2 separate regions of the Capsicum annuum genome follow, and region 2 is linked to region 1. The links are chromatin contacts, called in public Hi-C maps. All regions are on one chromosome and are shown on one strand. Each heading gives the region's core, a stretch centred on a gene start, on an enhancer-like site or on the middle of the called end of the contact. The rest is flanking DNA. Distances are from core to core; before and after follow the strand shown. Region 1 holds the start of LOC107858525 (ATPase family AAA domain-containing protein 3C). Region 2 holds the start of LOC107858524 (anaphase-promoting complex subunit 10).

What was found. Hi-C and Micro-C count contacts between places; a contact is called where the count stands out from the background.
Region 2: a Hi-C map of bud shows a contact between it and region 1, with 5 times the contacts expected there. The contact joins the promoter of LOC107858524 here to the promoter of LOC107858525 in region 1. A contact is called at or near these places in 4 of 5 Hi-C or Micro-C datasets (bud, leaf and placenta).

Annotation. Positions count from the first base shown.
Region 1 is chr2:72,783,686-72,787,941 of UCD10Xv1.1, reverse strand. LOC107858525 (ATPase family AAA domain-containing protein 3C) reads left to right here and starts at 2,089. Exons shown (of 8, transcript XM_016703227.2): 1 at 2,089-2,678; 2 at 2,793-2,888; 3 at 3,484-3,594. The coding sequence starts at 2,400.
Region 2 is chr2:73,071,390-73,075,645 of UCD10Xv1.1, reverse strand. LOC107858524 (anaphase-promoting complex subunit 10) reads right to left here and starts at 2,009. Exons shown (of 6, transcript XM_016703226.2): 1 at 1,630-2,009; 2 at 1,490-1,550; 3 at 1,222-1,314; 4 at 1,045-1,115. The coding sequence starts at 1,805.

The sequences.
Region 1 (4,256 bases), core at 840-3,339:
CAACCCTTCCTCTCCCTAGACTTAGCGAGTCTAAACAACTTTTTCTCCCCTCCTTTCTCCTGTAACCCTGCATACAAGCTCTCAAAAACGGTCGTCTTAGCTGCCGTGACTGCTGACTTCGCCTCCTTCCTCGCTAGCTTGTACTCTTTCCTGCTTACCCGCTTCTCCTCTTCGTCCTTACTTTCCACCAACTTAGCATATGCCCCTTTCTTGGTCCCCACTTTCTTCTCCACCTCTTCATTCCACCACCAATCCCCCCGATAGTGCCCGGCCCGTCCCCTAGAAACACCCAACACCTCACTCGCATTCTCCCTGATGCACCTTGCCGCCCTGTCCCACATACTATCCACGTCCCCCCTACGCTCCCACACCCCCATCCCCGCCAACCTCTCCCCTATCTCCCACGCATTCACTGGCGTCAGGCCGCCCCACTTAATTCTCGGTCTACACTCCTTAGTCCTCCTCTTTCTATTCTTCTTTATACCCAAATCCATAACCAAGAGCCTATGCTGGGTCGAAAGATTCTCACTCAGGATGACTTTACAGTCCTTACACAACGCCCTATCTCCTTTCCTAAGCAACAGATCAAAATAGTAACAAATGCATCACTAAAATTCTCTAGTTTTCTCATTTTTTAAGTTTGATATTTATATTTTGTCTTTATTTTATAATAATAAAAGATATTTTGTAGAATTTTCTTATGAAAAAAAAAAAAGTAAAGTTATTCACCATTGGACATATTGTAGTTTCCTCTTCTTTGAAACGATTAAGTAGTCGTTTGACTATGAAAAACTAAAATTTTTCAGAGTTGGAGTTGAAATTAGAGTTGGAGTCGGAGTTGTGTTTGATCATGTCTTTTTTGAATTATTTTTTTTGACTTTTGAATTATTTTTTTTAAATATGATTTTATGCCCTAACTTTTACAAACTATCAAAATCACCCAACTAAAATTTACCTACTAATGGAAAAAGAACACAATTAGCCACTATTATAAAAATAATTACATATACATGGCCATATTTAATGAATTTCAATTATGGCATATATAATATTTACATTAATAGCCATTTTTTCATATTTGAAAAATTTTAAATATGGATTTATATTAACAGATCACTACTTCCTTTTTTTTAGGTAACAAATATTATCTTTCAAAAAAATTTATTTTTTCAGACATTTATTTAATTTATTTCCTTAATTTTCCGTTCCTAAAAAATAGGAAATGATGAGTTGTTATTAAATTTTAGGGTGCCGCTAATTTATTTCTTTAATTTTCTTATACATGAAAGATTTTACTGTTTGTGAATAAATTATTTCTATGTAAAACATACTTTGCATATTTATGGTATATTATATCATATACCATAAATATATAAATATGCTTAGTATGTTTCTTGATGCTTTGTATTTTTATATATGTGTATATGGTATATACATGGTATAAACTTCATATATAACATACTTTGTATATTTATATTATAAATATGCTTAGTATGTTTCTTAATACTTTGTATATATGTGTGTATATGGTATATATATGGTATAAATTTTATATATAACATACTTTGTATATTTCTATTATAAATATAATACTTTATATATTTATGGATATAAATAAAATACTTTATATATTTATGCGTATAAATATAAATTAGCAGTAAAATAATGTCTTAAATAAAGGAGAAAATTAAATAAGGGATAAAAATAATGATGAGAGAGAAAAAGAGATATATATTAATTAGGATAACATTAAGTTTGAAATTATAATTATCTTATTCTTTAAAATTGTTATATACGTAATATTGAAAAAATAATGTTATAAGGAGAGTTTTATGTAAATATTTAAAAGATCGGAGTTATATGTAATAATAAATAATAAAAGTTGAAATTGGAGTTGAAAAATTATGAAAATAACAAAAATCTATTTTTCCTTTTCAGAAAAATTTTCTAAAATTATTTTATGAATTTTTATTACCAAATACCATAATTTTTAACTCCATAAAAAAGGAAAAAATTTTCATGGCAAATGGATCCTAAGTTGGGCTGGCTTTTCCTAGTATATAGCATAACCAATTGGCCCAAACTCCCGGGGTTCGGTTACTCCCCGCACAAGAAATGTTCGACAAATGTCAGCACTAAAATTACAATAATAAGTTATATCAAAATTAGTTATATTGGATTGAGTAATAATGAAATAAATTATATTTGAATTAATTATATTGAAATTATTTTTTATTGAGTGGTCATTTATTTTAATCAATTAATACGCAGTCTATAATATTTAGAAATAAATTGATTGATTAGAAGACATTGAACAGGGTTTTAACTCTTCGTACAAGACATTGAAGAACTCTGTTTAGCTTAACATCAATGTTGCAAATAATTGCTTAGTAATAATAATGACTGGTTCGAGGTTACTTTCAGTGGCAGCAATGGCTGCTGCTGCTGCCATTGCTGCTACTTCTTCCTCTTTCCCCACCCGCGCTTACGCCGACTCTCCTTTTCGCTTCTACCCTTTCTCATCGGAAACGACTCCTCCTCCTCCTCAGACGGCGGACACTTCCGAATCAGATGCAAAGGATTCTACTGAAGATTCAAGAGGTGGGTTTAACCCGGAATCCTTAGAAAGGGGTGCAAAAGCTCTTAGGGAAATCAACAGCTCTCCCTATCACAAACAGGTGAGTGAGTTCTTTTCTTTTTTGATAACCGTTGTGTTTGGGCCAGCTTGGATTCCAGGTTCTTTTTGGTGAACGAATTAATCTGATTTTGGGTTTTTTGCTTTTTGTTGAAAGGTGTTTGACGTAATGAGACAGCAGGAAAAAACACGGCTTGCAGATATTGCTGCAGAGAAAGTTCATTTTGAGGCAATCCAGGCTCAAGCAGATATTGTAAGTCTTTTTTATATCTAATTCTCATACAATTCTGTAGATAACAGCAAAAGAATTAAGAGAAGGTCGGGAACATATGAGTAATCTTCTTTTTTACGTTGATAGAATTAAAAAAAAAAAGCCTCAAGTGAAGCAATCTTTATTATGGAAACCAGATTATTTTGGTTTCAAACAGAACAATTTCAGCAAAGCCAAATTATTTTAGTTTTAAAAAATTAGGCAACTAACTGAAACTTAGTTTTGCAAATTCAAGTCATATTGACCTCCGGAAACAATGTATACAGTAACCAACCAATTATGTGGAGTAACAATCAAGTCCAGATACAAGGCAAAATCTAGTCCAAACAAGTAATTATTTTAAAGAACATTTTGGATACAGTTCTTCCGAAACCTAAACCAAGAACCAAATGAGACTGAATGTGCATTATTGCTTCATAAGATGATATGATTGCTTTGATTCTGGTGTATATGCTTAAAGCACAACATCATTGTATTATAATGCCGACACATTCAGCTGTGAATATCCTTTTAACTTTTTGCTTAGTTAATATTAGGTTTCCCTTACACTATATCAAGTGCACTTGTCTAACTGCAGGATAAACAGCGACAATGGGGAGAAGACCAGCGGAATCTTTACCAACAGCAATCACAAGCCAAGGCACAAATGCTAAGATACGAAGATGAATTGGCTAGGAAAAGAATGCAGGTGTGTGGAGTGATTTTCTAGCTTAGTTAGACTTGATTCAGCTAGGACATGACAACTTGAGTATCAAAGTACTTGGGAGAAATTATAATTTATTTGAACTCAAGTTGTATACCTGTGCTTGCATTTACCACTTTGTATACCTTTTTTTTTTTATTTAAAAAAATAACTGATAATTCTTACCACGTTGTATACCTATGCTTACGATTTTGATATTTGTTGTTTAAGTTAAGAATGTAGAATTTATCAATGATTGGGCTAGAGAAGGGAACAAGTTGGCCTAAGATAAACAGGGTTTGAAGTATAGCTAAACAATGTTCTTCTGAGGACTAGAGTTTTCAAAGTTGATGGGGATCAGTTAACAGTAATCATTTGAAAAGGGGAATCCTAGCACCATCTCCAGTCCCACTAGTTGATTCCTGAAACAAAGCAACTTTAAACTGTTCAAAAGGTTATCCTTTAATACTCAGTAGCACCACTGATGCTCCATCCTTCTCTTCACAAAAACTAGACCAATCATGTGGAAACGTATTCAGTTGTTTGACAGCTAAAACATTGAACGGAAAAAAGGCAGTAGAAGAGGAATTGAGTACTCCCACTTAACATATGTCACTATTCTAGTATAAAAATCTTTTGGGCCTCATTACTTTACCTTAAAGTTATAT
Region 2 (4,256 bases), core at 760-3,259, 290 kb before region 1:
ACTGGCCAACACTCCGCTCCATACAACATGGCCGGACGGACTACCGCCCTGTAGAATTTGTCCCTCGTTATTCTAAGCGGAAAACGACTAAATCATTCTAGTCTTCGTCAATTTAATCCTCCGTGTAGCTCCACAAAATCAACTAAAATTTCTTTTTTTCGTAAGGAAATCGACTAAAGTCCTCCACATTAGTTTTATTTAGATTTGGTGCCATTGGACATGAATATTATTTGCAGATGAATATTTGGACACAATTTGCTGATTAATTCAACTTCTAATTAAAATATAGACATTGAAATTGAAATAATGGTTTGATCAGTATTTCAACTGATACTTTCGACCCACAAGCCTTCAACATGTGCAAACACTTTTTCAAGTGAACTTCATGGCCATACACAACTTCAACTTTCAAATACTTTTTTCAACTCCAAATTCTCTTGTTTTACAACTCAACCAAATATGGCCCAAATACAAACTAAGACTTTCATTTACGTTTTAAGAAAGCAATACTATTATCTTTCATTATAGTTTTGCTCAGATATAGCCACTCACTTATGCTGAAGAAAGAAACTTAAGTCTTTCATAGCTTTGCTAGTATTTAGTCCCCATCATCAACATTTTGCAAATATAACCATCAAAAATCATTCTTTTTCCTACAAAACGTGTCAGTATAAGTGTGTGATTAAACATTAACAAACTCGGGTTACATCTATGATTAAAAAGGAAAAGAATGTTCTCAATATCAATTGGCAAGAGAAATCAGAGAAACTACATCTTGTTTAACAATTTAAGATTTTTAAATTCAATACTTCTTCGCATTTATGTCCACGTGGTCTGTCGGGTTAATGAGTTCTAATTATTGGAATACCTCATAGTGGTTGTAGTCTTGTAGAAACACAACCAAATTTGGCATCATAAACTTTCTAGAAAGACTGAATTGTGTAAAGCTACTGAATAATATGCAACATAATCTGAAAAAAGAAGAAGTGAAGGAAATAAGTCAAAAACTTGCCAAATCATGAGACCAAAGTCTCGATTTCTTACCGCGGATCATTACCCGATAAAGATATATGCACCCATCCAGTTGGCTTGACAAGCTCCACTGCTTTTATCTCCTTCAAAATAGAAAAAAATGACATAACGTCTCAAGTTTCTGAAAATTTAATGGTATAACTATTCAGGACTTTGACAATTAATCTCAGAGTTCCATTATACTATTACCTTCAAGTTGTGAAAGCCATCTCCTGCTCGGATAGAGACCTTACCAGGTGTATAGCTTTCGTCAAGCTTGAAATCAACATACAGGACGACTAACTGAGGATAAATAACACAAAGAAACAGATAACAAAGATATTAAACCAGTCTCAGTGTTCAAGTGATTAGCTACAACACATGACTGCAAAAATTAATTCGCATCCCGTGAATGCACCAAACCAATGACATGTGCCATTCGTAAGTATTTATGTAAATAAGATAAGATAGAACCTACTTGAAGCTTAACTTTCTTCTGAAATTGAACATTAACAAGATGAGGTTGTGCACCATCTGATCTGCATACATACACAGAAAACAAAAACCCAAAAATGAGCTAAGAAAGTAGAGAAGCCAGAAAGAAAACATTTTCCTTACTGCCAATAGGTATCAAGGTTATCATCGCGAAGGGAAAGAACAGCATTGCCCGGTTTATAAGAGCTGACACTCCATGCTGCTTTTTTACCCATCTCCCGCAACTCATCATCTACAATTAGCTCCTGCCTTCCTCCTCGAACCTTCCCTTCTTCTTCTCCTGATGATGAATCCCCCATTTCCTCTGATTATTGCAAAACCCAAACCCTAGGTCTGCATTTGGGGAAATCGGGCGTTCTTTTCATATTCAAATTCAAATAGTTTTGGATAATTACATTTAGCTTAAATTTGATTTAATTACTAGTAGTTATTCCTAATTACAATTTGATATCCCCTCTCTTGCTCACATATTTTCTCTCTTTTTTTATTTTTTATTATTCTCCTTTTTTTTTTGTTTTTGTATTTTCTCTTTTATTTTTTCTTCTTCTTTTCATTCGTGCGAACTAGCAAAACACAAATGCAAGTGTGAACTATAAATACAAATATAAATGAAAATTATAACATGCAAATACAAATACGAACTGTAAAATAAAAATATAAATGCGAACTACAACATATAAATACAAGTGCGAACTATAAAATACAAGTATAAATGCGAACTATCATTTGTATTTTTTAAATTAAAAAGGAACGATTGATTTTCTTTCTACGAATACTTATTTGTATTTATTAATACGAGTTGTATTTATTCACACAAATAAATATAATTTAAATTTCTATACAAATACAATATATACAAATACATATTATATTTGTATTTATAAAATCATTTGTTTCATTTGTTTGTAATTGTATTTGCATTAAGTGATATTTGTTTATTTACAAATAGAGATAATACCCAATTACCTCCTGAACTATACCCAAAAAGGTTATGACACATCTTTAACTTAAAGGGGGTCCTATTACTCCTGAACTAATTAAAAGTGTAATTTTGACACCTTTAGTGTCTATGTGGCACAACACATTGAAGTATCCACGTAGGCACACGTGTGTGCCATGCATGTGCCACGTAGGCACTAAGAGTGTCAAAATTACACTTTTAATTAGTTCAGGGGTAATAAAACCCCCTTTAAGTTGAAGTGTGTCATAACCTTTTTGGGTATAGTTCAGGGGGATAATTGGGTATTTTCTCTTACAAATATGAATGATAATTTTGATATACAAATACAAAATGGTACATTTGTATCAAATGATACATTATATATTTATATATTTTAGAATCAAGAAAAAATACAATTAATGCATTTGCTTGTTTGTATACAAATACAAATAATAAATGAGAAATACCCCTATTTCACCCTTGAACTATACCCAAAACGGCAGAGACACACCTCAACTTAATGGGGTCTTATTACCCCCTAAACTAATTAAAAGTATAATTTTGACATCCTTAGCGCCTACGTGACACATATGTGGCACACACGTATGCCTACGTGGACCCTTCAGTGTGTTGTGCCACATATGTGCCACATAGACACTAAGGGTGTCAAAATTACACTTTTAATTAGTTCAAAGGATAATAAGACCCCTTTAAGTTGAGGTGTGTCTCAGCCATTTTGGGTATAGTTCAAGGGAGAAATAGAATATTTTCTCATAATAAATTGTACATAGTCACGATTAAATACAATATACAATCAACTTACAAATACAAATATAAAATAATTATTTAAGAATAAAAACATATCGATAAAAATAAAATACAAATACAAGTATAATCCAAATCTATAATCTATATAATCTATTAAAAGTCTGAAAACCCTTAGAAAAGTGATTTGAACTTTTTACCCTTCATTAAAAGACTTTTCTTTAGACAAAATTGTCTTTTCACTTTTTTAAATTATTATTTAATTATTTTTATTATATTTACTAAACTTTCTAAAATATATGGGACTCCTAAAATTTATGGTAGGAGAATTAATTAATATTTTTCTTTCTACAAGACAACCTAAAATATATGGTAGAAGAATTAATTAATATTTTTTTTATTGTGCATTTTCTCATAATAAATTATACATAGTCACGGCTAAATACAATATGCAATCAACTTACAAATACAAATACAAATATAAAATAACTTTTTAAGAATAAAAAGATATCGACGAAAATAGAATACAAATACAAGTATAATCCAAATCTATATTTATAATTTATAATCTATATCTATAATATATTAAAAGTCTGAAGACCCTTAGAAAAATGATTTGAACTTTTTATCCTTCATTAAAAGACTCTTCTTTAGATAAAATGGTCTTTTCAATTTTTTTTTAAATTTATTATTTATTATTTTTTATTATATTTACTAGACTTTCTAAAATATATGGGACTCCTAAAATATATGATAGGAGAATTAATTAATATTTTTCTTTCTACAAGACAACCTAAAATATATGGTAGGAGAATTAATTAATATTTTTCTTTCTACTGTTCAATTAGAAAATACTCCTAAAATAGGACTCTATTAATGAAATACTTTTATAAATATTGAGATGTACATTAAAATAGAGAGCAAACGGTTTGCCTATTGAAAGAATATGATTGATGCTCATCTAACTTTATTCGATTGCATGTCTAGATGATGGATGCTTGATTTTCTAACCCTCAACTTTTTCACTGTTTTTGTCAGCATAATA